Regions from separate parts of the Mus musculus genome. Here all the other regions are linked to region 6. The links are chromatin contacts, called in public promoter capture Hi-C maps. All regions are on one chromosome and are shown on one strand. The core of a region is the stretch at or near the end of the contact, and the rest is flanking DNA. Distances in the headings are between cores, read along the strand shown.

Region 1 (3,174 bases), core at 208-2,707, 260 kb after region 6:
CGGGCAGGGGGGAGGGGAGTCTATGCAAATGGCAGCTCCCACTACCCGGCCTTTAATGAAGGAAGGAGTCGCAGCTGGCAAGAGAGGCCAGAGCCCGAGTAGGAGGGTCCCAGGCTAGCCCAGACAAAGCAGACGGCCGTTATCTGCACCATAGAGACAGCAGCACCCCCCGGGGGGTACAGAAGCCAGGACCCAGGATCCAGGTGCAGAAAGATGGGTGAACAGGATGTGTCCACCAATCTAACACCCTCGGGATCCCTCTTGCTCTGTAGAAGACTCTTTGGATCCCCGAGTGCCCATCCAGGCTTGGGACACCTCAGAGGTCTCCATGTGAGCACCAAGGACGGTTTATTGGGGGAGGGACATCCTTGCTCAGGTTGGAAAGTGAGCGTAAGGGAACCCCTGCCAGGCCAGGAGACACCCGGGGAAGTGACCGTTAGGAGGTTCTACTGGAGGGAGAGACGAGGTGAGGGGTGACCGGGAAGATGGGCGCTCACACCTGCTGCAGGTTTTCGGGGGCATATGGAGGCAGATTTGAGAGCAGGGAAAAGGGGTAACGCACAGGGATTTGGGGGGTGTGGCAATCAAAAGGATCCTCGCTCATAGTGGTGCTGGGGTTTGGGGGTGAAGAGGCTCCACGATGAGCAGAGAACTTGGCCCTGACCCAGCTCGCATTGCAACGGGGGTACCTGCTCTCGGACCCCATTTCCTTCTGCGCCCCAGTCCCCGCCCCCGGTGACGTCACCACCCTCAGCCAGTCGGGGGGCTCTTGGGGTGTACCGGGGGCCTTAGGGCCGCAGGCTGGCTCCCCGGGGTTCCCCACAGGCCCCCGCATCGCGAGGATGAGGGTGGATGAGCAGTCCCAATCCCAAAGCTGGGGGAGGTCGGGGGTTGGGGGCGCCCGGACCGCAGAAGGGTGGAACCGAAGCCCCAGGTGATCTGAGGCGCCTGGCCCGGTCTGCAGCTCCAGACGCTGACACCGCGCACCGCACACCGCGTCCCCGCCCGGCTGGTGCAGTCGGTGACCCTGGGTACGGGCCAAGTCGCCCGCGCGCGTCCTCATCCCTCCTGGACCCTGTCTCTACCGGTTCCCGTTTCTGTGGGTCTCTGTCCCTCCGGGTCCACAACCCTCGCGGTCCCCATTTCTCCAGCTCCATCCCTCCAGGTCCTCCACATCCCTCTCCTTCTTGCAGAATCCGATTACGGCTGCAGCCCGGACCCCCTTCGGAGCACAAAGGCGGAGAAGCTTGGAAGCACAAAGCCGGCGCCGCCCACCCCGCCCCCTGTGTCCCCCGTGCGCCCCGTGCACCCCGGTACCTGCGGGCTCCGCATGCTGCTCCCGGCACCGGGTCGGCCCGGGCTCCGGCGGCTCCGCGTGTGCGCGCGGCCCGAGCTGCCTGGCGGGCGGGGCAAAACCCCACTGCGGCTCGCGCGCCCCCAGCCGGTGACGTCACCCCTTCCGCCGCCGCGGCCCTGGGGCCTGGCCGTGTACAGTACTGCGCCTGCGCGCAGATGCCTGCCCAGTGAGGAGGCGCTGCTGGGTCACGTGCTTCAGGAGCCTGTAGAAGGCCCGGGGAGCACGTGGGACGTGGGACACGTGGCCCGGCCTGTCTCCTCTGGATTCCTTTTAAACTCAAGTTCTGTTGTAGCCCATGCTGGCCTCAAGTTACACTGAGGATGACCTGAGCCTCCTGCCTGTCTCCCCACTCTGCTTTCTTTGGCCAAAATATCCTTTCCCTAAAATCTTTCCCATCAAGCCCGCCTTGCTGGCTGAAGAGGCTGAAGCAGGAGGACGTCGTTTTTGAACAGCCTGGGATAACAATGAATTCGAGACCAGCTTGGGAAAAGGAGGATGAGCTGGGCATTAAAAAAAATTTTTTAAAAGTGGGGGTGGGGCTCAAAATGGCTCGGCAAATAGAGGTGTTTGCAGCCCAAGCCAGAGAACCTGACTTCAATCCCCAAAGTCCCATAGTGGAAGGAGGAATCTGACTCCTATGGCGCTGACCTCCACATGTATGCACACACCCATGTCCACTGAGTTACTAGACATGCCAAACAGATGAAATGCAGCAAAAGACTGAAAAACACCTTAAAGAAAAGAGTAGTCACAGGCATGGGGTGCGAAACTTTTAGACAGCAGCAGGAGAATTGCTGCAAGTGTGAGTCGAGTGTGGACTGCACCTGAGACCCTGCCTCAAATAACGAAACGATTTTGTTTTACAGTCTGGGTTTTTTTCCCCTCTGGAATTCATTCATTCCGGCCCAGAGCTGGAGACATGAGCAAGAGCCTGGAGCCGAAGAGTCCGGGCGGAAGGACTGGGTCATAAACGGGGAAGAGTGCCATGAATAATTGACAAGGAGCCTAAATTAAGAACAGGGCTTCCCAGAGCCTGCACCGCGGCCAGTTTAGCAGAGACGGCTTTGTCCTCTTGCCTGACTGGGGTGACCCTGATTGACGTACGTGGTGCTAGTCGAGATTGGAGCACGTAGAAGGTGCCGGAGGTTTGCATAGTGTTCAGGGGCCCTTAGTGTAGTTTCTCTCATGCACAGCAGGTACTTGAAGTTTGGGTACTCTGTGGAGATGTCCACATCCTTGCATAGTCCCTGCAGGTGTATGGCACTGTTGGCTGCACACAGTGTGTACTCATATATTATGGAGCTGGGTGCTGGCAGGACTGGCCATGCCAGAGCAGACTGGCCATCCATCAGGGAGGGAACCAGGCCTTGCCTTGTTTGTCCGAACTGAGTAACCGCTTCTGCCCCCTGGGTCCTCGTGAGCAGCGAAGGGGAACATGTAAACCGCGGGTCTGAGAGTCTGGAAGCTTCCAGTGGCCATTCATCCCCTCTCAGATCCCCGCTGTGTTAAATGCCATTTACACAGAAGTAACAAAACAGAACAATCGGCCTGCAGCTGACAGAGCATAGACAGGCAACAATATATCAACCCAAAGCCGGTTATGTGTTCAGCCACTTAGGGCGGCCATCGCTACCTCTGCTTCAGTCACAGCAGACTCCTGCTCCTCCTTTGCCCCTACTCCTCCCACACAGGTTCCGGCCTGCCCCAGGGCCCTGGTACATGCTGGTCCTCAGCCTAGTGAGATGTTCCTTTCGCTGCTCAGAGACGACCATTCCCAGAACCACTTCCTGGCAGACTGTTCCCAATATTGTGCTGAA
Region 2 (3,240 bases), core at 689-3,188, 340 kb after region 6:
CAAAGACCATGGTTCAGTTCCCAGCTGCCCTGCTCTGCCTCCTGCAGCCTGTACAACTCTTAATTAAAACATTATTTCCTTCTGGGCTCACAGTGTAGTCCCCCAGCACATGAAGGGGTGGGGGGAAACAGGGACAATGGGGGGCAGGGTCACATAGCACCCAACACTGGAGCTGTGGAGTAGAGCCCCCACAGCACGTGCTGAAATACTCAGACCACTTTGCACACCTATGGGCTCACCAAGACCCCCCTGGATCAGAGTGTCCTCCTGTTCTGTTCGTAGCTGGAGCCCCGTGGGTCCTCCAAAGAAGGAAGTGTGCCTGTTGAGCTTCCCCGAGGAGGCTGTGCTCTGGGGATGGACAGAGGTCGATCCAGGCAGCAGAGGCTCCCAAGGGAGGGTCCTAAGGCCACAGAGCAACCAGAAGGTTCCTTGCCGGGGTTGGGGGGATGGAGGGCTGGACGACAATGTCAGAAGTCACCATCAGGAACACCAGAGGCAGTGGGCATCAGCAGGGCTGGGGAGTTGGCATCTCTCTGGAAGCCCAGCACCTGGATCAGCAAGGGACATGTGGGCCCAGGGATGTCAACCAGCAGTTTCCAAGCTAATGGCCCTTTTTCCCTTCTCCAAATAGCCTGGATCTGGGCTTGGAAGGGAGTGCAGTGGTTGCCCACAATCCTGAGGCCCTTCTGTAGCAGGCACAGTGCTAGGATCCCCCTGGTGGACACCACAGGAATTGCAGGCAAAGCTGCTCCGTTTGTCCTGGTGTCTGTTACAGGAATTGCAGGCAGAGCTCTTGTGGACCCAAGCCCACAAAGCACAGTCAGTTTATGTCTGCATCAAAGTAAAGAGTCCAGAGGAGAGTAGAGAACTTCTCAAAGTCACACAGATGGGGACACCAGTGCTGAGCCAACAGAGGAGATGGAAGGATAAGGCTAATGTGCCCACCTCATGAGGCCCTCAGTTTCCCCACCATCTCTCAGGCCTCCCATGAATGGCTTACCTGAAGTACGACTGGACTCCCAGGAAGAGAGAGATGTGGTGCCTGGGCCAGTTTGCTCCTTCAGCCAGCATCTTGTGTCCCTAAAATCATCGCTCCATCTCCTCCATTTCCTACCTGAGGGGGTGAACATAAAGACAAGCGGTGACGACTAAAGTCTTTCCAGCTAGTCCAGGATCGCTCTGAAGTGTCTTCATACTGGTGGTGATGCACTATACAGCCGGGCCCCACTAGAGACACTGAGGCCAGTGTAGACACAAGGTGTGACGGGCTTGGGATGGGGAGTGCAGTAGTGGCCCAGGGCTGCTCATCCCACCGACCTCTTAGATGAGTGGACAGAAACTGAGAGAGAGATGGAGACACTCGGAGACATGAAGAAACAGATAGGGGCGGTGTGCAGAGAGAGACAGAGACCAGGACACAGATACAGAGAGACGTGCTGAGCCAGAGCCAGATACACAGAAATGAGGGCAGGGAGTCCTCAGAGCCACCGCTGGAGCTCACACCACATATCGACATAGCTAATGGAGCCGAGAGGAAGCAGGCACGGTCACAGAGGTCTTTCTCACCATGTCCCCAAGCCATCACCATCCCACTGGGCCAACCTCCATAAGCCAGAGCTCAAGATCCTACCAGGTTCTAGCCCAAGTCCCAGCCTAGATCCCTGGTCACCTGGTGTCGCTGAGCAGAAGTAATACTGAGCCGTCCTGCAGGCGAGCTTCGCGAACTGTCTGATGGTCAGGCAGAGGCCTAGAGTTGTAGTAGAAGGTTCTGCGCCAAGAGCTTACACCCTGGCCCACTAGCTGTGCGCGCAGGTCACTCAGTGTGTCTCGGGGCCGCACGGTCAGTGGCAGTAGCAATGCCTCGTCGGCTAGGTGTACCTTGATGTGGTAGCGCTTCCAGCGGGACAGCCCTCGCCGCAGCTCCTCCATGGCCATTGCCAGCCTGAGACTCTCTCGCAGGTCAGCACCTGCTAGACCGGCTGAGCCACCTGCCTCCACCCCTCCTAGGCACGCCCTGCTACAGCAGCAGCCCACAGGGGTGGTGACATTGGCTGGCCCAGCCCAGGCCTCCATGACAAACATTTCTCCTGTGCACAGCATACATCAAAGGCCCTGGGGCAAAGAACGCAGCTATACGAAAGCACTGTGGCAGGATGGAGAGCCTGGTGTATTGGAGGAGTGGAGTTGGGTCCTGCTTTTGAAGCAGAAGTGAGGAGGAGAGAAGGGTGGCAAGGAAGGCAGTGTAACCCACCCACCCATTTATTTATTATTCCAGGGAACACTCTAGAACTTCCTCCCTAATCTGTATCTGTACTTGTTTTGTGTCTGTGGGCTCCAAAGAAACCTCAATCTTGGGCCTTTGCCCTCTATGGCCATCAAGTTAGGAACAGGGTCTAAGTAGGGGAGACAGACGTCTAGGTTTGGCCTGGAAGTTCACGTGCACTGGAGGTGGGGCTCCAGGGGATGGGTAAGAGTTCAACATTCCCAGTTGCCCACATTCACCACCCACTCAGTTCAGCAAGTGCTTGATGAGGAGAGAAGCGAGTTCCAGCCTCCCGATCCTTACAGCCATTTCTGGGAGCCAGCCGCCTCTCCAGCACACTTCCGAAAGCACGCCTTTTCCCTCCCCGATGCTCTCACTGCCCCACTGGATAGAGCAGTTTGTCCTCTGCACTTGGCCTCTGACACACAAACTCTGGGCATTTGTCACCAGCAACAATGCAGTAGTCACTGTGTGGCCTCTAACCCTGTCATCTCCTGCCACAGCCTCTCCTCCCCTTACCTCAGTGTCTCTGCCTGTCTACTGGGGTCTTGTAAAAAGACATTGTTGTTACAAGGCCCTGACTTACACTTACCCAGGAATGGGAATGCTGAGAGAACATTCTAGGTGTTAACTTTGACTCCGCAAAGAAAAACAAACTGAACGTTCTAAAAATTTAGCCCAGTGACATCTTGGTGGTGCAAACCTTTAATCCCAGCATTTGGGAGGCAGAGGCAGGCAGATTCCTGTGAGGTCAGCTTTATCAAAGAGAGATCATGACCCCTGTTACTCCCAAAAAAGACAGGTAAGAGAATATATAGGAAAAAATATATCTCAGTGTGCTGTGTAGGGTGACATTAATTGTCCCATTTGCCCACATTCACCACCCACACAGTTCAGTAAGTATCTGTAAAGGGAGCCTTTAATTGAAAGATTAATAACTGACAACATGCAAATATAAAACACCTACACACAAACAC
Region 3 (2,793 bases), core at 220-2,719, 370 kb after region 6:
GAGGGGTTGACACAAAGTGTTCTTTAAGAAGCAACTTTGCAGTTGCAAGTGTTCACAATCTAGCTTAAGACCACATTTAGCAGCCAGCTCCCCTTCCCTGCTCAAGACCCAAAACCTAGAGAAAGGGAAGCTGAAAGCTTGGGTTGCAGAGTCACTGTCAGCAGGTTGTGGTCATACATGACCTGGCAGCTTGTAGCCCTAGATGTAATCCCCAACCCAAGACAAAAAAATAGAATAAAATCCAAGTATTAACCCCAAATCAGGGTTGGTGACCGCTCATCTTGTGTGCTCTTTCATCAAACACAGGGATGATGGTAGGAAACCTGTCCTTGATTCAGGCAGGGCAAAGAGCTGAATGGGGCGCTCAAAAGGCCTCCCATAACAAAGCAAACCTTTAATTCCAGCATTTTGGAAGTGAAAAGGGGGGGCAGGAGACCAAGAGCTGAAGTCTAGTCTGGGTTTCACAGCAAGTCCAAGGCCACACTGGGCCACAGTAGCTCTCCAAAAAAAGTTTTGCGTGGGAGGGGAGGCGCTGATTTTTGATAAGGAAAAACAACATAGACCGAAGAAGAAAGCGCTGGCCAATTTTCCCTCAAAGTATTCTGGCGCCTTCTACTTGCAGCCAATCAGGAGTCCCTAACCCTCAAGGACCCTGTTCCACAGAGGCAAGCTTGTGTCAAGCGCTGAAGGGCAGTAGACAAGACTTCTTGTCTAGGGGGAGGAAAGTGACATCTTACGCTGACTCGAGATGACAACTAGGCTCCAAGACCAGGGAAGCGCGAGGGGACCGGACCTGGGAGCGAACATGGTCTGTGCAGAGACACTGGGCACCGCCAACAGTGGGGTTGACTGATAGATTCCCCAGAAGAGTAAAACTAGGGTGGCGGAAAAGACAGCTGCAGGTGCAAGGTCATCATGGAGACGTGCCCAGAGCCACCCGATTACTCAACAAGGCCCGGCTTCCTGCAAATCCCGGGGCAAGTGGGAGGCGAGACACAGAGAGGGGCAGCGACTAGTAAAGGTCACACAGCCTCGGCTGCTTCGGTAACTGACAGCACAGACCGAAGTCGGGGGGGGGGGCTCGGGGTGGGAAGGCCGGCCCGAGTCTGCGCGGGCAGTTACGTGCCCGGGTCCACGGCGCCACTCGGGTTCCCTCACCTTCCTCAGCCGCTCCATCAGCACGCTCTTGTTGCCTCCCGTATCCAGGTTCCGCTTTTTCAGCTCCGCCCTCAGGTCGATCACCCGCAGGTCGCTGAGCCGCCGCGTCCCACTCTCCGAGGCGCCCGGACCAAAGGCGGGGTCGCCCGACCCGGTCCCGGGTTCCGCCATCCTCGCTTCCGCGACTTCCCAACTCGCTCCGGAACCCCCTCCACTCGCTGGCACCAGCTGTGGCGGCTCGGAGGTAGTACAAAATGGCGCTGCCGAAGAGGAAAACGCACTCGCTTCCTCCCGCCTCCCTTTGCGGCTGCGCAGGCGCACAGCTCTGACGCACCTCCTAGGTCGCACGCCAAAGCAGTCTCGAGCCTCGCGGGTACAAGTGCACATGCGCAACCGGTCGTAAGCCCCCCCTCCCCCCCCCCCCCCCGGCCCCGTCGCCACCCTCTTTTTAATGCGCACGCGCACCGCCTCGCTACGCTCACTGACCCCCGTTTGCCTCTCGCAGCGTTGCCCGGCTGCGCACGCCACCGCTCTACGGCCAGCGCTCCGACAGTGATGCGCAGGCGCACGACCTGTAGCACGCATGCGTCTTGGTCCGCGGCCAAGCGCGAGCCGGCGAGGCGCGCCTACGTCGTCTCTGCCGCCGCGCACACTGCGCTTGGGTAAAGGCGTCTGAGAGCGTAGGGCTCGCGCCGGCGGCGCCTGCGCAGTGTCGAGGTGCGCCTCCGGGGAGGCTGAAGCGGTTCCCTCTCAGGCGGCGCCATTTTGTGGTAAGAGGGCCGAGATTCAAAAAAATAATAATAATAACAAATCAAAAAAAAAACACACTCACGCAAACCCACTGACCCGGTTCTGTGTGAAGTGGGCGACGGAACCAGGGTCCCTGGAATGGCGGAGACTCTGTCGGGTTTAGGAGACGCGAGTGCGGCGGGCGCGGCGGCCGTGAGCTCCGCGGCGTCAGAGACCGGGACGCGGCGGCTCAGCGACCTGCGGGTGATCGACCTGCGGGCGGAGCTGAAGAAGCGGAACCTCGACTCGAGCGGCAACAAGAGCGTGCTGATGGAGCGGCTGAAGAAGGTGAGGTTCGCGGGGGGGAACCCCATGGTCGCCATGGCGACACCCACCGCCGGGCCCGGAGTGGCCCGTTGGCCTTCGCGCTGGGCGCTAATACTGGGGCTCCGCGGGCGCCGGGTGCAAGGATTCGAATCTCGACGCCCCCAGCGATGCGACCAGAGGGAAATAACACCACGAACGGGTTCGGGGGATCGATGACACCGCGTTCCCTGTACTGCTTAGTCCCAACCCCAAAGGGGGATGAAGGGGACTCGGCCAAGGTCATCCAGTGGGGTCAGCTTGTGGCGGGATTCGATCCCAAGTCCCTTTTCGGCCCCCGAGGCAGAACAGGTGGTTTTTGTTTCTTTTCTTTTCTTTTAATCTGGGAAGACACAGTGACGTTGGGGGCAGGGGTGGTGGAGATGAAACATGAGAAACTCTCAGAGTTCGCAGACAGCCGGAGGATGTAGGTAGCCCAGGGAGACAAAAAACAAAAACAAAGCGGAAAAATAAATTGTTTCTAATTCTTTGCTAGAACTAAGCTAGGGGAAGATACGAGATGGAAGGAAAGAACGTTTTTTT
Region 4 (3,176 bases), core at 233-2,732, 410 kb after region 6:
GTTGCCCGAGTCCCACAGCCCCCGCCACTGGACCCCGCCGGGAAGAACGCGGCCGCCCCAGGGAGCTGACATGTCGCAGGCCCGACATCCTCGGCGCAGCCACGACCCGGACGCGCTCGGGACCCGGCCTCCGGTGACAGCCAGCAGCGGCCGCCGCAGAACCCAGCACCGCGCAGCGGCCCAGAGCCGCACGTAGCCTGTGCTCGCCGCCATGGAACAGCCATACTGACGGCGCACCGCACTTACGTCATCTCTGCTCGCCCCCCGTTTGCGCACGTGATGACGCTCGCGTGCTTCGGGCTGGAGAGGCGGAGCTTGAATAAGGTGAGTGAGTGGGCGTGGTCAGAGGGAGACTGGGTTTGGGGATGGGAGGGCGGAGTAGGGGCGTGGTTCAAGGCTCAGAGCGGGGCTTGGAGTTGGACGGCAAGGGGGCGTGGCCCGATGAAGGATGTTCTAGAGAGGACTTTGAGGATCTGGATGAAAAAGTGAGAGGTGTAGTAAGCTTGAGGAAACATGACGGAGAAAGCAGGACTGGTGTGTGGTCCGAATGGGGGGCGCTCCACCAGGCAGGGATTGGAGGAACTGGAATCAGGGATATGGCCGAAGGCGGGCTCAAAGGTCGGGGCTTGACATAGGGGCGTGGCCAGAGCGGTGACTCCAGACTGGAGCTTGTGCGGAGGGGGCGGGGGGCATCGCTCTAGGAAGGGGGCCTGGAAGAAGCGTGGCCCCTCCCAGTTCCTACAACTACTGGTTTGTCCTGTCCAAGCTGTACCTTAGTACTGCGTTCTGTTTTTCTACTGCCATCAAAAAGGTTTTACAGGGTAAATTCTGTGTTCTGAAGGCATCGGAAGAAAAGTACAGCGCACCCCTCCTTTAACTTTAGTCTTTTCAGCGTTCTTTGTTGATACACAACAACAGGTTTTACTACATCTCCCTACGCAGTTGGTGGCATCTTCACTCCACACTGGAGGAGGCGTGCTTGGAGGGCTTTTGCCTCTCGTATAGTATGCATGCTAAAGGCCGTGCGCAGGTGCGCCTGCTCAGCGTTGCCTTTGTTGTCAGTGGTCCGTGAGGCACTTACCAAAACACTGAAGCTTCCAGGACACGTCCCAAGAGACCCGTGTGCATGCTCCGGCTCCACAAAGCAGGGAGTGGATTGATGCATGCCCAAAGCTCTGCTTCCACACCCACGTGTGCTCATGCTAGTGCTGTGGTGACCTCCTTGAAGTTTGGGCATGCTTTGGATTTTGACTTATGGATCTGGGAACCTGGGTGTAATTTTCAGGTTTGAAATGTGCGAGCTCTGCTTCCATATTGCGCATGCCCACTCCTTCCAGTTTCCTCTGCGTAGACCTAACCGGGCTTTTGTCCGACACGTCCAAAAGGTCCTGCTAGTGGCCTTCTTACCTGGTGCGCGTGCCCAGACAAGAGGCGGGTAGGAGAGAAGCGGCCTAACCTCACGCATGCTCAGACACTTTCTCAAGCTTGGCGGTTGAAGAGCAGTGTTAGCTGTGGAGAACCAGGCAAGATGCTGGTGTTGATGCTAGCAGCAGCAGTGGCCACCATGGTCAGGGCTCACACACTGTGCCGGTACAACTGCCTAACTGGGTTGGATTGCTGCTGGGAGGTTTTTTTTTTTTTTAAATGATATTTCAATTTTATTTTTTTTATTTATATGAATACACTGTAGCTGTCTTCAGACGCACCAGAAGAGGCCATTAAATCCCATTACAGATGGTTGTGAGCCACCATGTGGTTGCTGGGAATTGAACTCAGGACCACTGGAAGAGCAGTCAGTGCTCTTAACCACTGAGCCATCTCTCCAGCCCTGCTGGGAGGTTTATGACAGGAGGAATGGGGCTGGTTCTTGTTGGAGCCCAGGCATACCCTCCAGCCCAATTGTAGAAATCAAATTTGGCATATCTCTCCCAAGCAAATCACTAAAATCCATTTCTGGGTGTGGAGCCAGGGCTTTGGACATGCGTCAAACCTAAGTTCCTTGTGCAGTCTGCAATCTGTCCCACCATCCATCCCTACCTGGCTCAGCAGCAGTGCCATGGGCTGTTGAGGCTGAGTGCATGTTGGGAAGTATGCTGTGCTTAGTGCCATGGTGAGCAGTGTCTCTGATCGCTAACATGCAAGTATGTCTCTGTATGCCCTCCTCCTTCCCACTTTTCTCCCCGGAGGTCACCAGCCTGAGGGGACAAAAGGGGCAGAGGTGGAGAGGAGGGTTCAGACAGCCATGAATATGGACAAAATGATCTCTGGAGACTACTGCAGTGGGATGTCTGCTGTATTCTTCCAGGGATGAGAGCGTATTTAAGGGCTTTTTGGTTTGGTTTTGGGGGTTTTTTTGGTTGGTTGGTTGGTTGGTTGGTTGGTTTTGGTTTTTTCAAGACAGGGTTTCTCTTTATAGCCCTGGCTGTCCTGGAACTCACTTTGTAGACCAGGCTAGCCTCGAACTCAGAAATCCGCCTGCCTCTGCCTCCCGAGTGCTGGGATTAAAGGCGTGTGCCACGCCCGGCTTTAAGGGCTTTTTTGAGGGGTACAGGTGGAAAGGGCCAATGGGTCATGTGGGTGGGAAGCCAGAACAGGCTGTGTGTGCTGAGTTCTGCAGCTGGTCACTTTTCAGAGGCCAGCCACCTGTGTTTAAGGACACTGTCCAAACAAAGACAGGAAGAGACAGGGAAGCCCTGCTGAGAAAGGAAAAGTCTCCCACTTTTGGTGCCCAGCTCAGAAAGCCATCCTGTCGTGGAGGCTGCTAACTAACTGTCCCCTGGGGACCTCAGTTCTTAAGCCCTGAATTCTAGATTATCATCACTGGAGTTCAGCAAGGCAGTCCCTTGCTGTGAGTTTTGCAGCCAGCCTGTGCAACATAGCCGGATCTGTGTCTGAATACAATGCCTTACCTCAACCTCCCAAGTGGCTCATCACACCCAAAAGGCAGTTGTTTGCTACAAACCAGAAAAAAAAAAAAAAAAAAGCTCACCAACAACAAAGTAGGGAAACTTAAGAAATACTTGTGAAAAGTAATTGCTGGTGTGGCTTGAGCTGGAGTTCGCTGGGCTGAGGGCTGACCCACCTGGTGAAGCCAGGACCAACTCCAGCACCACAGAAACCTGGCAGGTGACCCATGCCTGCCATCACAGCAGTGAGGAAGTGGAGGCAAGAGGATT
Region 5 (3,122 bases), core at 459-2,958, 500 kb after region 6:
TTTGTGTATGCCTGGTGGAGAATGCTCCTCCCAGAGTTACCACCCTTACCTTCATTTGTTTTTGAAACTATTTAAAACCAGTGGAATGTAGCAGATACTCCAGCACTGGGGGGGGGGGGGGGGTTTAAATGAGATCTTGAGTTTTCACTTGTTGTGATGTTTAGATGGGATCCGGGTAATGTCTCAAGACCCCTCTAGGTGATGTCCAGGACTCTAAGAGTGGAATCCCCATGGGGCCGTGACCACAGATTCTGAGATCTGTCAGGACAGCTCACACCGTGGTCCCAAACACAGCAGGCTGCTGGTCGTCCTGGTCGTCCTGGCCCTCCTCCTTTCCCATGTTGTTGCCCAGGGGTGGGCCAGGCCCATCAGGAAGTAGCTGGGCCCTATGGCTGTGGCTGGCCGGCAAGGGGCCCAGTTCCTCTGCCTCCTCCAGGGTGGCCAACAGTGCGGCCAGGGGTGGTCGGTGGCGAGTGATGTCCTGCAGCAGGTCAGCCCGAGGCTGTAGCTGCTGGATCATCTGGTCCCTCTGGTCCACTGCGGCCTGCAGGCTGCGAACTGTGGCCTCAGAGCTCAGCAGCTGCTCTTGGAGGGCAGATATCTCCCTGGTAAGAGGACCAAATAAGGTAGTTACCTACAGGGGGTGGGGGTGGGGGCATCTACCTGCTCCAGAATCCTCTGAGACTCCCTATGTCTCCTCCTGCACTACTTCTTTGTGTGCTTGTTTATGTGCATAGGCGCACACATGTGACAGCAAACATGTGGAAGTCAAGGTACAATTTTCAAGAGTTGGTTCGCTCCTCCTGCCCCATGGGATCAAATTCTTTGTCATTCTTAGTGGCGAGTGTCTTTATACACAGAGCCATTGATGTCATTGGTAAAGCACCCTCAGCCCCACAGCAGGCCTGGCGCTCTGTCATCCCAGCACTCGAGAGATGGAGGCAGAAGGATCAGGGGTTGAAAGCTACATAGTGCCTTTAAGGCCAGCCTTCTCTCAAAAAACAAAACAGTGCCAGTTTTGTGTGTCCTTCGGTAGGACTTCCGCATGGTCACAAATGGTTGTCACAGATCTGACTATTCTATATAGGGGTGTTCTGTGCCTTTGTCTACCGATGTGGGCCCCTACCCAGCAGCTTCCTTCGATCATCAGACACAATACTCTTGCACCTACCGGCAGACTCGGCCTTGTGGGTGGGACAGCTGGCTTCATTTTAACAGTTTGAAATGCTCTCAAGTAACCCAGGCTATACTCTAAAGTCCCCATGTAGTCGAGGATGGCCCGAACTCCTGATCCTCCAGTCTCAGCCCTCCTAGTGCTGTGATGCCGGGCATTTAGTGCTCCGGAAATTTTTGCTCTCGGTTCCCAGCCCTTTCCACCCGCCTCCTTTGGGATGTCCGCCGGGCCTCCTCCAGGGCCTCACCGGTCCTTGGCGCGACCCAGCTCATCCAGGGCGGCGCGCAGGTGCTGGTCGTGGCAGGCCAGGCGCTCGGCCTGCGCACCAATCGTGCGCTCAGCCGCCAGCAGCCGCCTCTCCAGCTCCGCTGCGCGTCGGTGCACGGCGGCCAGGTGCGCGTTCGCCTCCCGGATCTGCAGAGGTGGCGGCGCAGACATGGCCCCCGGCTGCCGTGCAGGCCCCACCCCGCCCTGTCGGGTCACGCCCACAACGCAAGAAGCCCCGCCCCTGAGCCCGACCCCCACCCCCCACCCCCTCCCTCACATGCAGCTGCCAGGCTGCCGCTGCATTAATTTAAACCTTCTCAAGAGGCCCCGCCCAACTTCGAAGTGACGTCAAGAAAGACACGCCCCCCGGAGGAAGGCGTGTGCTTCCTCTTGGGCTCTCACTATTGGCCACGTTTCTACCAGGGGCAGGACTAAGTGCGGCCACGCCCCGTAGCCAATGTTCACGTCCCTTTCAGGACCAGCTCCTGAGTGTGGCTGTGCCTGCGAGTGCAGCGAGGACTTAAAACCAAAGCAGAGTGGGCCTGGTCTCCGTCAATTATAATCCTCACGCTAAATCCTCACGATTGGTCCCCTTGCCCCCAGCCTGGCCACGCCCCCAAATAGTTACACGCGGTCCTGATTGAGATGGGCATGAAACCACACCCCTACACAGTCCGGATCCCTGACGAGCCAACCGCTTTTGCGCTGTGTCCCGCCGCGTCCGTGCAGCTCCGGCTAACTAGGGTATCACTAGCCTCGCGCTGTAATATCTGCCCTGCGATTGTCCTACCTTCTGTTAGTTTCGATCGCTGACCTGCCTGACAGTGTAATGGCTGTCCTGCGACCTGTCAATCCCATCCTTGGATGCACTATCAACATTCTCCGTACTAGAAACCTCGTCTTCGCTAGGGCTGGAGGCGTTTTTCTTCATGGCCTCAGTTTACCTTTCCTGACGTCACGGGCGTCTCTGTCCAGATTCACTTGTGGACCGAGCACGACACAGATCTTGCTACGGGATTAATAAGACCTCGGTACAAACCTGCACTGCGCGCATGCGCGCACGCCTTGTCTGCGTCCAAGGCGTTCAATAAAGTTGCGCGCTGGAAACCTCGCGAGAGTTGACCTAGCCGGCTACCCTTGAGTTCGCCCAGACGCTTTAGGGTCGGCCGAGCAAGCCCAGCTAGGTATGGCGATGGTGAAGCGGTTCTTTGAATCTTACCATGAGGTCCCCGACGGCACCCAGTGTCATCGCAAGACCTACATCACCACGGCCTTAGGCGGCATTTGCGGTGAGCGCGGGCCGGTGGGCGGGCGGAGGGCGGAGGTCTGGAAGCAAAGGTCAGAGGGCGCGCGGAGGTCCCTGGGGCGCCGGGGCGCAATGGCTGTAAAGGCGGAAGAGGTTGAGACTTTTGAGGGGCGTAGACTCGTCAGTGCCTAGGGGCTTCAGAGGTCGTAGGTCAATATCAGGGAGCAAAAGCTGGAGAAAATGTGAAGGTCATTTCAGCGTCGTCAGGAGTTTTTAGGGTTAAGGGGTGATCGGGTCATCGGAGTTTTTGAAGACAAGTTCTAGGGTTGCCTTGGCAAGACTGCAAACCCTCTGTGTAGCGGAGGATGGCCTTGAGGTCTTGATTCTCCTGTCTCCAGTCTGGCCTGCATGATCCTCCTGCCTCAGCTGCCCGAG
Region 6 (2,942 bases), core at 162-2,661:
TGGTGTTGTTAAGGTGGGCAGATGGGAAGGGCTGGCAAGAATGAAGGGGTTGGTGAAAATGGGGTCTGGCAAGGATGAAGGGGTTGGCGGAAGATGAGGGGCTGGCAAGGATGGAGTGGTTGGTGTGAACTGGGGAACCAGTGAGGATGAAGGGGCCGGTGAAGATGGAGGGGCCGGTGATGTGTGTGGCTTCTTCTCACTCACTTTCCATGCGGGCGGGAGTCTCCGCCTGTGCCTAACCCTATCTACCTGGTTCGACTCTAACTGAGCCTCCCAGCCCCTCGGGGCTGCCAACATGCCCTGGGTTGTACTTGGAAGAGACGTGTCCCTCAGTGTGCGGTCTCCCTGGGACCCAGCAGGGAACTGGCGACTGTGGTCCACACCTCCTGGGCACCAGTCCCAACTCTTCGAAAGCAGGTTGGTGATTGCCCTGGGGGCTCCCGAGGGAGCCTGGGTAACAGGCAGCAAAAAGGCCGCTGAGGTCAAAGGCTGGGCAAAATCGTGGATGGGGAGGGGATGGATGGGCCTAAGGCCGAGATCCTAAGGGTGGGGCTCAAGATGCAGGGAATGAATGCTGGAAGCTGAGGGGGTTCAAGCTAATCCGGGGAGGAAAGGGATGAGACAGAGGATATGATTTTAGTCTGGGAGGGTATCAAGCTTGGCATGCGACAATGTGGAAACTGAGGCAGAGGATAAGGGCTGAGTGAAGGATCAGGCTTGGGGAGTGACCAGTCTTGGAAGAGTCAGGCTGGTAGGGTCATTTGGAGAGGTTCATGCTGCGGGTTTCAAGCTTTGGGGTATGAAGCTTTAGGATTTCAGGTTTGAGAGGAGGGTCAACCTGGACTATCAGGCCTTGAGGGAACAAGTTGGACGGATCAAGTTTTGGGGATCAGGCTTGAGGGATCAAGCTGGGAGGGGAATCAGGCTTGCGGGGATCCGGCTTTAGAAGATCAAGATGGAAGAGGATGAGGCTTGAGGGGATCAGGTTGGGAAGGATGAGGCCGGGAGGGAGGGTTTGGCAGAGACGAGGCTGGCGGAGGCTGGCGGAGGCTGCGCGGACGCCGGGCTGAGCCGCGCTCTGCGATGAAGCTGGCGGCTGCGTCTCCGCAGCGGTGCGGCAGCAGCTCTTGGGCGCGGCCCGGAACCGGCGAAGCGCGGCGACCAGAGCGGCGGGGACGACGAGGACAGGGCGCGCGGCGCCGAGGCGGGCGGACGGCGCCGGCCGGGGCGGGAGGCGGCGAGCCGGGGCCGGACGCTGCTCACCCGAGCGTGGCGCGGAGGACAAGCTGAGCAGGGCGTCCCCGGGGCCGGCGGCGCCTCACACGCGACGCTCCATGCCCAAGACGAGGGCCCGGAAGTGGCGGGCGCGGGGGGACAGCGAAGGCGGCGGACACCGGGGGGACCCGCCAGCTGCGCCTCCTTTGACCCGGAAGTTGAGCTGCAGAAGCAGAGGCTTTTGATTGGGTAACGTCAGGGCAGAACCAACGTCCGTGAAACTCTAGGGGACAATGCTCAGGAGCGTCTTAGGGCTGAAGGCAAGGCTGGTGGCCCCTTGCTGTCTGGGAGAGGACTGCGGGATGGACACCCCTGCTCCAGTTCTGCTGGCCAGCTCGACCCTGCAGTGACCTATTAAAAATATCTAAGAAAGCTGAGATATTGGTAGAATAGTGGTTAGGAAAGCTGCCTTCCAAAAGGTGGCCCCGGGTTCTAGTCCCAGATTGCTTACGCCGCTCATCCCAGCGCTCGGAAACTCTCCACTTAATCAGGCTAGCTTTGAACTCTAAGATCTGCCTGCTCTGTCTAGATCTCGCCCACACCATGTTTTACTTTGTTTTTTGTTTTTCGAGACGGGGTTTCTCAGTATAGCCCTGGCTGTCCTGGAACTCACTCTGTAGACCAGGCTGGCCTCGAACTCAGAAATCCGCCTGCCTCTGCCACCTGCCTCTGCATTAAAGGTGTGCGCCACCACGCCCGGCTCATGTTTTACTTCTTATCTGTGCATTGTGTCTGAGCCACGCGAGTGTGACAGAAGAGGACAATGGGTTTCTTTCCTTTTAATTTTTTTAAATTTATTATTATATCTAAGTACACCTAAGTACACTGTAGCAGTCTTCAGATTCGAGGGCGTCAGATCTCATTAAAGGTGGTTGTGAGCCACCATGTGGTTGCTGGGATTTGAACTCAGGACCTTCAGAAGAGCAGTCAGTGCTCTTAACCACTGAGCCATCTCTCCAGACCCACAATGGATTTCTTGTAACTGGAGTTAAGGCCACATGAGTGCTGGGACATGGACTCCCCTCCTCGCAGAGCCACCTCTCTCAAGCCTCTAAAGAGCTTTTGTAAATAAAGACACACTCCCCAAAAGTTATCCTAACAGGGTTCCTGCAGAAGGGCATCCATTGTTTGGTGAGTGACATTTAGTGAGCATCCTCCATTGTTGTTGAAGTGTCCCCACTTAGCTTCCTAGCTAGTTAACTTTTTGACCGGAAATCCTGAGAGCTACATTTTTAACATGATGTTGCAACCCTGTTCCCTTTCCAGGAACCCTCCCTGGAGACACCATTTGTTACACAATTACAGGACGTGGCTGAGGGCCTGGCGGCTCTCCTGGTCTTCCCCAGTTCCAGCCATCCTCTTCTCTCTCCTGACCCCTTTCTTTTCACACCCATTTTGGGGAAGAGTCTCATGTAGCTAAAATTTATCTTGAACTCCTGCCTCTTCCTCCCCAGTGCTGGGGTGACTGTACACCACCATGCCTGGTTAATGAGAAGCTGGGGATTGGGACTGAGCCTAAGCCCCAGCATCTGCTTGAACTTGAAGATGAACTTATGTGATGGGGGAGGGAGGGAGGAGGTCCTCTGGGGTCAAGGGTCAGCTCCAGCACTCAGAGGTGGAGACCTTTGACATGAACATGTACTACTAAAGACAGAAAGAGGGTGTCT

What was found. Promoter capture Hi-C pulls out the DNA fragments that hold promoters and counts their contacts. Capture Hi-C pulls out chosen DNA fragments and counts their contacts.
Region 1: a contact with region 6 is called in a promoter capture Hi-C map of adipose tissue. The contact joins the promoter of Ptprs here to the promoter of Dpp9 in region 6. A contact is called at or near these places in 4 of 39 promoter capture datasets (cranial neural crest, embryonic stem cells and pre-B cells), 2 of 484 Hi-C or Micro-C datasets (CD4 T cells and embryonic stem cells), 3 of 115 datasets of contacts at active chromatin or transcription factors (embryonic stem cells, microglia and pancreatic cancer cells) and 3 of 9 other capture datasets (adipose tissue, embryonic stem cells and liver).
Region 2: a promoter capture Hi-C map of pre-B cells shows a contact between it and region 6, with 6 times the contacts expected there. The contact joins the promoter of Tincr here to the promoter of Dpp9 in region 6. A contact is called at or near these places in 13 of 39 promoter capture datasets (the 3T3-L1 cell line, the HPC-7 cell line, the SN4741 cell line and 6 more), 1 of 15 datasets of contacts at CTCF or cohesin (large pre-B cells), 3 of 484 Hi-C or Micro-C datasets (all in embryonic stem cells), 5 of 115 datasets of contacts at active chromatin or transcription factors (the SCID.adh cell line, bone marrow-derived macrophages, embryonic stem cells and 2 more) and 1 of 9 other capture datasets (embryonic stem cells).
Region 3: a promoter capture Hi-C map of pancreatic islet shows a contact between it and region 6. The contact joins the promoter of Safb2 here to the promoter of Dpp9 in region 6. A contact is called at or near these places in 10 of 39 promoter capture datasets (the C10 cell line, the HPC-7 cell line, cranial neural crest and 6 more), 1 of 484 Hi-C or Micro-C datasets (double positive thymocytes), 8 of 115 datasets of contacts at active chromatin or transcription factors (the NIH/3T3 cell line, effector CD8 T cells, embryonic stem cells and 4 more) and 3 of 9 other capture datasets (adipose tissue, liver and pancreatic islet).
Region 4: a promoter capture Hi-C map of adipose tissue shows a contact between it and region 6. The contact joins the promoter of Catsperd here to the promoter of Dpp9 in region 6. A contact is called at or near these places in 5 of 39 promoter capture datasets (the C10 cell line, cranial neural crest, hippocampal neurons and 2 more), 2 of 115 datasets of contacts at active chromatin or transcription factors (astrocytes and pancreatic cancer cells) and 1 of 9 other capture datasets (adipose tissue).
Region 5: a contact with region 6 is called in a promoter capture Hi-C map of pre-B cells, with 2.6 times the contacts expected there. The contact joins the promoter of Vmac here to the promoter of Dpp9 in region 6. A contact is called at or near these places in 4 of 39 promoter capture datasets (the SN4741 cell line, cranial neural crest, hippocampal neurons and 1 more), 1 of 484 Hi-C or Micro-C datasets (embryonic stem cells), 4 of 115 datasets of contacts at active chromatin or transcription factors (embryonic stem cells, pancreatic cancer cells and regulatory T cells) and 1 of 9 other capture datasets (liver).

Annotation. Positions count from the first base shown.
Region 1 is chr17:56,475,023-56,478,196 of GRCm38.p6, forward strand. It overlaps Ptprs (protein tyrosine phosphatase, receptor type, S), which reads right to left and starts at 1,458. Exons shown (of 33, transcript NM_011218.2): 1 at 1,318-1,458. Gm32822 (a long non-coding RNA gene) reads left to right here. Exons shown (of 4, transcript XR_385656.4): 1 at 1-330; 2 at 1,194-3,174. It overlaps Gm9258 (a long non-coding RNA gene), which reads right to left and starts at 1,251. Exons shown (of 1, transcript XR_105855.2): 1 at 326-1,251.
Region 2 is chr17:56,552,449-56,555,688 of GRCm38.p6, forward strand. Tincr (predicted gene, 20219) reads right to left here and starts at 1,939. Exons shown (of 4, transcript NR_130128.1): 1 at 1,670-1,939; 2 at 1,001-1,114; 3 at 240-548.
Region 3 is chr17:56,583,116-56,585,908 of GRCm38.p6, forward strand. Safb2 (scaffold attachment factor B2) reads right to left here and starts at 1,470. Exons shown (of 21, transcript NM_001029979.3): 1 at 1,159-1,470. The coding sequence starts at 1,329. It overlaps Safb (scaffold attachment factor B), which reads left to right and starts at 1,867. Exons shown (of 21, transcript NM_001163300.1): 1 at 1,867-2,235. The coding sequence starts at 2,047.
Region 4 is chr17:56,626,661-56,629,836 of GRCm38.p6, forward strand. It overlaps Catsperd (cation channel sperm associated auxiliary subunit delta), which reads left to right and starts at 1,483. Exons shown (of 22, transcript NM_175350.3): 1 at 1,483-1,590. The coding sequence starts at 1,529. It overlaps Lonp1 (lon peptidase 1, mitochondrial), which reads right to left and starts at 243. Exons shown (of 18, transcript NM_028782.2): 1 at 1-243. The coding sequence starts at 213.
Region 5 is chr17:56,715,213-56,718,334 of GRCm38.p6, forward strand. It overlaps Vmac (vimentin-type intermediate filament associated coiled-coil protein), which reads right to left and starts at 1,709. Exons shown (of 2, transcript NM_178926.3): 1 at 1,422-1,709; 2 at 1-605. The coding sequence starts at 1,612. The coding sequence ends at 272. Ndufa11 (NADH:ubiquinone oxidoreductase subunit A11) reads left to right here and starts at 2,550. Exons shown (of 4, transcript NM_027244.1): 1 at 2,550-2,730. The coding sequence starts at 2,628.
Region 6 is chr17:56,217,478-56,220,419 of GRCm38.p6, forward strand. Dpp9 (dipeptidylpeptidase 9) reads right to left here and starts at 1,412. Exons shown (of 21, transcript NM_172624.3): 1 at 1,264-1,412.